Linked DNA regions of Zea mays: all the other regions are linked to region 3. The links are chromatin contacts, called in public Hi-C maps. All regions are on one chromosome and are shown on one strand. Each heading gives the region's core, a stretch centred on a gene start, on an enhancer-like site or on the middle of the called end of the contact. The rest is flanking DNA. Distances are from core to core; before and after follow the strand shown. Region 1 holds the start of LOC100192478. Region 2 holds the start of LOC100274933. Region 3 holds the start of LOC100192922.

Region 1 (2,700 bases), core at 69-2,568, 430 kb before region 3:
CAAACAAGCTCGCGGATGACCGTGTTCAATCCCGGGCAGAGGCCTCCACAGGTGACAATGGCGGCGTTCACCTCATCGGACTGGAAGTACACCCGCTGCCGTGGCCCGGCACGCCGGAAGTGGGTGCCCCTGGCACTGGTCTTATGAACAACAATCTGCAGATAGTCAAGTCATGCCACAGGATCAGCACCCGAGCAAGACCGCCACGATGGAGCCTCCAATTCACTGTTTGCCGCAGAGAAAGAAAGCCTCACCTTCTGCGTGACGGTGTCGTCTGGGTTGACGAAATACTGCCTGGGAGGAAGAACACGTGGCGGGGAGAAAGGTCAGCTTTGGAACGAACATCCGTGTCTGGATGGATAAGGATCAAGTTGGAATGGAAATAGTGAGATGGAAGCACGAGACGAGAAGAAGAAGAAGAATTCATACTTGACGACTGAATACGCCGGGTTGTCTTGGAGAGGATTCGGGTATGTCTGCAGATCGACGACATCAGTGATCAGTGAAACATAAAAAAAAGTTCATATCATGTTTTTTGCTGTTTGCCTTTCTCTCGGATGCTGATTCTCCCTCTGATACAAACTCTATCGGAGGAACCAGCCACTTTTTACTGTCAGATCAGTATGTGAAAACTCAAATCCAAACTAGAATCCGCATGCTCTCAAGTCTCAACCTAAGATAGACCAAAAGGGGGTGGGGGGCAGAAACCAGAATCACACAGAACGAAAAAAAAAAGAAGGAACTTTCCAGTTCACGCCGGGAACTAACCGTCAGGAACCCAACGTGACACACCAAGAGGATGGGGGACTCTCGAACGCACCGGGAGCTGGGGCATGTAATCCGTGAGGTGCGGCACGTCCTCGAGCACGTAGCCGGCGTCGCCGCCCACCAGCTTCTTCTTCGTCGCCCACTTACTCGCCGAGGACGCCTTGGCGCCGCTGTTGGCGGCGGCGGGGAAGGGGTCCTTGAGGTCAAGCAGCTTCTTCTTCTCCGGCGCCGCCACGGGGGCAGGAGTGACGCCGACGGCTTCCATCGCAGGGGGTCCGTGCCGCCGCCCGCCGGTGAGCACAAAGCAAGCTTTCTTGTCCGCTCGCCTTGTGCCCGCGCGATCAGCTAGGAGCCTCGGTTCAACCCCCGCGGCGAGCTAATAAATCTTTTCTGCGAGTAACCTGAGGCTGTTCTTGGCGTCTTCGGAAGGCGCGGACCGTTATATATCGTGTTTGGGCTGGATTAGCGCTCTGCGCCGCCCGTTAAACGTCGTGTTTGACGACGGCGACGGACGGAGGAGGACCGAAGGGGGGCAGCGGGAGGAGAGAAGCTTCGCCGCTTTGGATTTGGAACAAGGGCAGGGTTTCCGCTTATTTACAGTCCTGCCATCTCAGTGCGTGCCGCACTGTTTGGAGGAAGAAATACCCCTCCCATACCGTACGTATAGATAGTGGAATATCGGTATGGCGTGCAACTTTTTTTTTTTGTTATTTTTCCTTCCACGTTAGTACTGGGGTCATCGGTCACGGCAGGGTTTGTTTACTGTATTGAAAAATGTGGTATAGAAACTGTTTAGTTTGAATGTTGACTGTTAAACTGTATTGAAAATACTTGAAAAATCTTATAAACCCAAAGGATTTTGTGAATACATGGTTGAGATGTGTCCATAGTGTGAAAGATGAGTGATTTTCAACATGATCAACTTTGAATTAACGTTGACCAACTTGAGAGTGATTCGTGACATGTGTAACATGTCTCTTGACTTATGGTATATATGTGTGAAGCTCGGGAATGGTCGATAATAAAGGTGAGGATCAAGCAGGTTTGTGCCGATAAATAGCAAACAGTGAAGGGCAAACAAACACAAACAGTGAAGGGTAAACAACAAAGTTTGGACTAAGGGATCGGAGAGCATGAAGATGGAACATATGGCTGACACCTGGAGTTATCGACAATTGCAAGAGTATATGGAAGAATAGACTGTTTAACTATATTTTAGGACAGAGCGAGTATTTTTGAGTACACTAATGGTTGAATATATACATGTATTAAATACCATATAGAGTGTAAAAAAGTCCGTCTTACTAGCTACGCGCGTCCAACAATCTCCCGTTTGAGATGTCTGAGGCTAAATTTGTACGCTGTGTTTGCCGAGGTATACAATAACCCAATCACGTCCTCTGCTACTGCTGCCACTACCCCTGTTGGGGATCTCAACACTATCTTGGTAGGCTGGTAGCTGATTTTTTTTTTCGGTGGACCCTATACTACACCAATGTAGCAACAAGCTTAAGCTTGTACAAGGCATTGTTTTTGGATAAAGGGGAGTTTATTTCATTAAGCTAATGAAAACAGTGCCCGGTCTCTACATTAGCCAATGTATTGGACCAACCAAAAAAGATAGCTTGTACAAGGCATGCATGTGGCGCATCTTTTCCTAATCCTTTTGGCTCCATTTCCATGCACGGACTCGAGGACGACGGTGGCCGGCCGGCGGTGTGTCGTGAACCAGGGGCACAAAGTGGAAGGCTGCGCAGCCGTGGATCGGTGACGGTCCATTCTTTTGTTTCTAGACTGCTAGACTGGCTAGGGTAGAGATAGCAATAGAGACCCTTCCTGATTACTCATGGAGAATTTCTTTATTAGTGTTAAATCAGAGGAAATTAGAGAGACTAAATTCACATTTTTATTCAATTTTAAATACAAAAGGTT
Region 2 (2,741 bases), core at 59-2,558, 300 kb after region 3:
CAGAAAGCAGCTGGGTATATCAAACATGCAAGTTTCCCTCAATCTTCATGACACTGCACTGGGGAAAAAAATACAAACATGAGAAAATTGATAGGAACAGATGCATGAAAATGCATAAATTCTTTTGTGAAAAATAGGGTCATAGACACGAATGCATGTCCTTTGCAATTGAGAGGACCATAGGAATTAGTCCTATATACACCAGCAGGTCCCGTGTCTAAACTTCCAAACCCCAGTAACAAAAGTTAAATAATGTAATTGTAAGGTACAATGACAACCAGACCTACAAAGCTGTCAAGAGTTAGCACTGTTGCCTACGGTCATCACAGAATACAAAGCAAACTCCTAATATAAACATGTGAATAGTGATTTCCTTGTCTTAGAAAGATAGCATGTCAGAACACATGCAAGCACATTGTCCACTAGTTAGAGGCAGATCTAGTGAAGTAATACACAGTGAACTCGAGTATCGAATTCTACAAGTACCAACAAAACAGAAATCGAGTGTCAGTACACAGTACACGAGGGGAAAGGAGCCACATGGCTCCTACGCTAAGTCTTTAGTTTTCACAGTGACGAATGGGTCAATGGGTTCAACCACTTCTTTATTACCCAAACTTCGTTGACAAGATGCAAGACACACTTACCTTGCCTGTCCTGCCGTCAGATTTCAAGTTTGGAAGCACAGTTGCCCGTCTACAACATTTAGCTGTAATTCTGACCGCCGCAGTACTTCCTTAGATAAGATAACTTGGGTAAGCGATTTCATCGAACACATTGAGCCCATTGCACTTCATCGAGCGGAGTAAAAGTTATGAACTGACCACAGACCTAACAGCCAACTACCCACAAAAGGACGCCGTCCAGATTCGATTACTCGACCCACCGCACACAGAGATTAGTAGGTTGCTAGGCTAAAACTCGCAGCTCGAATCCAATCAAAAACGGGAACAGACAATCCCGACGACGCCTTCGAACCCCAACCAAAGGATCCAAGAAACTAACCCGCTGGGGGATAGCAGACTTACGTGGAGAGCGGGAAGAAGAAGCACGCGCCTCCGCGGTCAGGTCGATGGACGCGAAGAGAGAGAGAGAGAGAGAGAGAAGGATCCTTGGCGGCGTTTTTGGATGTCCAGCGCCGCCAGGTCTGGCTCTGTGCTCTGGCTTCCCTTTTTTCCGGCCCCGGCGTTGGTGGTCTCAGGGGAGAGAAGGAACCGGAGAAAGCGCGGGGCGGCGGGGCTTTTGTCCGTTTGCTTGGCCAGCCCACGGGCCACGGCCCCACAGGATGAATCCGGCCATGGGATTATGGGAAGCAAAGAACTACGGATGTCTAATTTATCACACTTTATTTAACTTTTGTGTTTAAATTTAGTTCTTCAATTCAAATGATCAACCTTAGTTAAAATGTGACACGGTTAGTCACGAACCAAACAAACCCTACATCCTTATTATATTTTATCTGTCAATATATTTAAGCAAAGAACTGCTTCCTTACTATCTTGGCCATGGGATGCCACAGATCCTTGCCACTATACCTTCTTCCATAAATGTCACATCCTCAGAGTTCAACTAGACTAATCATATGTAATGAATGAATCTAGCAATATATTTAAGCAAAGAACTACATCCCTCCTGTTATTTTTTGTATAAATACTTACTTTCACTTGCATGCAGGAGAGTTCACGAATTCATATCTGACATCACGGTCGTGATAGTGGTGTCGCTCGCTGCGCTCATGCTCTAGATCCCTCACCATGTCCTCTTCCTCTACATGGCGCGCGCTCTGAGCTGCTCCAGCTCCTCGCTCTCATTCCACTTTCCTCTCTCTGAGACACTGCATGTCCCCTTCTCCCATTCTTCATTCCATGTCCGATGGAAACTGATGTTTTACAATTGTGTTGTCTTTCCTATTTTAGAAGCCTGATAATAAGGGGGCCTCAATCAACACCTCCAAAAAGGTCAGCTTCTGCTATCTTTTGCAATGACATCATCATGTAACGATAATGTTGACAATGACAACGTCAACTACGAACATCTTAAGGAATAGGTAAACAAAGATGCAGAACCATCTCGAGTGTTTGATGAAAATAATCCTACTAAACATAAGGAGGCAAGCATTTGCTCTCCAAAAGTGTCAGCGGAGCAACAAGGTACGACAATATTGTCATTTTAGTCTGACTCCCCTATAAAGCATAATTATCCTAGACAAACGGTGAAACATTGGGATGTAGTACAATGCCGTCGTTCAAGCCCCACTTGACACTCCCTTCATGATCATTAGTGTTAGCCAAATCAAACTATAATCCCAAACTTCATTCAATTGACCAACCCTCTTGTCAACCCTTTGTGCTGCAGATTGGACAATTGCAAGCTTCCTTGTTTGAATCATTTAGGACATCGAGGCCTCTTCCTCTCGTGCAGATCACGTGCTTTGTAGTACCATCATAGACCTCCATACAATTCAAGGATCCTTCTGTGGGCCACGAGGAAAAGCAACCAGCAGCTGATGGAGGTTGCAAAGGCATTAATCGAAACATCAATTTTGGGTCACATTTTGCATTCAAGGATTCTTTTGCAAGACATGTTGAGGAACATGGACTATCAAGATAGGATCATCGTATTTTAGTCATGGTAAGATATGTTGCTAAACGTAGTAATAACAAATCCATGGAGAGTGCATAGGTAACATAATTGTCTTGTATCAGTGGTGGTAATGCACTAGCTACACCAGAAGATACACT
Region 3 (2,700 bases), core at 186-2,685:
GCAGCCGGCCGGGAGCTCACGGCGGGGCAGACGGGTCCGGTCTGCTATGGCTCCGGTCACTGGTCAGGCGCGCTGCCCAGCGCATCCTCCTCGCCCTCGCCCTCGGCTGCCGCAACCGGCCGTCGCTGCCGGAGTCGCCGCCACTTCCTCCAGCTGCTGCGGATGTAACGTCACTGAACTCCAACTCGTAGCCTCCTCTCTCTCTCTGCTCCTCCTCCTCGAGTGTTCGTAACGGGGTGGCGTACGTACGAGTGGATAAGGTTTTAGATATGATTACTGCCCCCGGTTCGTGTATCGTGTCCTCGTCTTCCAGCAATGGCTGGGGGTGTGGTTTTAGCGGACCTCATCATAATCTGAACCGACGCAAATTTGCAAGTAAGAAACCAATGCGAATTTGTGTTTCTTTGTCGTTTTAAGCCATTTTAAGGCTCAGTTCGATGGCTCAGGTGCATGTGGCGTGACGAGATTATCCACAAATGTTTTCTCTAAATTCTTTCTCTATATTATTTTTTTCACATTAATAATATTTCTTCTTCTATTTTTTTATCTCCAGTAATGATTCCTCCTATATTCTTCTCATATACCCACTACAACCATAAAATATTATCTTCCATACCTATTTATTATATACAACTATTTTTCCACTATAAAAAAATAACACGGTGCACGAACTTCGAGGGTAAGTGGGCTGGCTCCAAGCCGCCAGATTTGGTGGAATCCTTTGTTGCGTTAGGCTAATCACAGTGAAGATTTCATGTCTCTATTTTTAAAAATAACACATCAGTTTTATGGATAAATGAAACATCTTTTCTCAATAGAAAGTTTCATCTTACTATTTCATATGTCAACATACTTCTTAAATGCTGCATATAAATAACCAATAGGATTTACTCAATTATATGAAGATGAAACAAAACACTCTCAGTGAAGGTTTCACACAGTTTTCAAGACCTTGGAAACGAGTTAACATGGTTTCATCCCCATAAAACTCTATGAAACTCTTCCTTCTTAAATGATGTGACATGTTATTAAAATAGCTGATTATAGCAGACTAATTAATACATGAAACACTTCATAAAACATCTATTGTGATTAGCCTTATTACTCTAGCCGATAGGGGAGGCTGAAGAGTCACGCTAAACACCTACACTGTAAGAAGACGCGAAGAGGCACGCTAAACACCGGTGCAAGGAGAGGCTGCGCCGTGCGCTGCAGGCAGTCTGAGTCCACAAGTCATGGTACACGTACACGTGATGAGTCCCCACGTGTGCCCTTTGCAATCACCGCTGGCGCCTGACGTGGCGCCAGAAGCTGTCGCCCCTGGAAGCTTTGAGTGGATTTGTTTTTTTTCCACCGATCCCGATTCGGATCCGATTCCGCGGCAGGCGGCATTCCCAGCCTCCCAAACCCATTTCCCTCTCCGATCAAATCAAATCAAACTCAAACCGACACGGGACCCACGCCGCATCTCCGCCTCCGCAGATCGCCGCCGCCTACACGCGCCCCTCCGCGCGCCGATGGCCGCCGCGGACCCGCCGCCGCGCGGGGAGGCCGCGCCCGCGCTGAAGCGGAGCGCCAGCATCGACCGGATACCGGCGGACGCGCGCCGCATCCTGCACCGCCTCGCCGGGGACCTCTGGGGCGGCGACGTGGACCCCGGCGCGCTGGCCGTGTCCCAGCTCAGGGGCGCCATGACCAACGAGGTCTTCCGGATCACCTGGCCCGGCGGCGAGGCCGAGGGCAACGGCCCGCGCAAGGTGCTCGTGCGCATCTACGGCCGGGGCGTCGAGGTCTTCTTCGACCGCGCCGACGAGGTCCGCACCTTCGAGTGCATGTCGCGCCACGGCCAGGGGCCCCGCCTCCTGGGCCGCTTCGCCAACGGCCGCGTCGAGGAGTTCATCAACGCCAGGGTACACTACGCCTCTACCACCCTAAATGCGTGATGTGTCTGCTCGGATCCGTTCCGCGGTTGTTTCTTGTCATGGCTCACTCGCGCGTTGCTCGCGTCCTGGCCTTGCCAGACCCTCTCCGCCGCGGATCTGCGCGACCCGGAGATGTCCGCGCTGATTGCCAGGAAGCTGCGCGAGTTTCACGATCTCGACATGCCTGGACCTAGGGACGTGTCATTGTGGCAGAGGCTCAAGTATGCCATTGTTTCTTTTCTTTTTTTATTTTTGTGGGAAATGTGCTTGAATTCTGATCCCAATCTGATTGCTTGGTGTTGTATGAATCAGGCGGTGGCTTGGGGAGGCTCGTGACAGGTGTTCTGAGGAAGAGTCTAACCAATTTCAGCTGAATAAACTAGGTGATGAGATTTCAGTGCTGGAGAAGACGCTCTCGGGGCTCCAACAGTCAGTAGGATTCTGCCATAACGATCTGCAGTATGGAAATATTATGATATATGAAGAGACCAGACAAGTCACCTTGATAGTAAGTTTTATAAAATGAGAATCTATTCTCATTTTTCACTTAAAACCTATTCCGGCGCCTATCTGCATAATTCTGGGTAAAATTTACAGGATTACAATTTTCCTGTATGTTATCATGAAATTTTAGGAATGGGGACACATATAAGTAAAACAGAAAAAAAATCTAGGTTTGCTGAGCAATGCTAGCAATAAGGAACAACTTGACAGACCTGCGAGGAGTTCTTGTTCTACCAAATCTTAGACCATGTTATTCCTGTAACTTAATGCCGCC

The links. Hi-C and Micro-C count contacts between places; a contact is called where the count stands out from the background.
Region 1: a Hi-C map of leaf shows a contact between it and region 3, with 9 times the contacts expected there. The contact joins the promoter of LOC100192478 here to the promoter of LOC100192922 in region 3. A contact is called at or near these places in 2 of 25 Hi-C or Micro-C datasets (bundle sheath and leaf).
Region 2: a contact with region 3 is called in a Hi-C map of bundle sheath, with 4 times the contacts expected there. The contact joins the promoter of LOC100274933 here to the promoter of LOC100192922 in region 3. A contact is called at or near these places in 5 of 25 Hi-C or Micro-C datasets (bundle sheath, ear, leaf and 1 more).

Annotation. Positions count from the first base shown.
Region 1 is chr8:21,310,232-21,312,931 of Zm-B73-REFERENCE-NAM-5.0, forward strand. LOC100192478 reads right to left here and starts at 1,319. Exons shown (of 11, transcript NM_001347871.1): 1 at 821-1,319; 2 at 430-476; 3 at 255-294; 4 at 1-155. The coding sequence starts at 1,033.
Region 2 is chr8:22,039,020-22,041,760 of Zm-B73-REFERENCE-NAM-5.0, forward strand. It overlaps LOC100274933, which reads right to left and starts at 1,309. Exons shown (of 5, transcript XM_035961613.1): 1 at 1,029-1,309; 2 at 1-58.
Region 3 is chr8:21,742,942-21,745,641 of Zm-B73-REFERENCE-NAM-5.0, forward strand. It overlaps LOC100192922, which reads left to right and starts at 1,436. Exons shown (of 7, transcript NM_001138106.1): 1 at 1,436-1,910; 2 at 2,022-2,143; 3 at 2,235-2,430. The coding sequence starts at 1,518.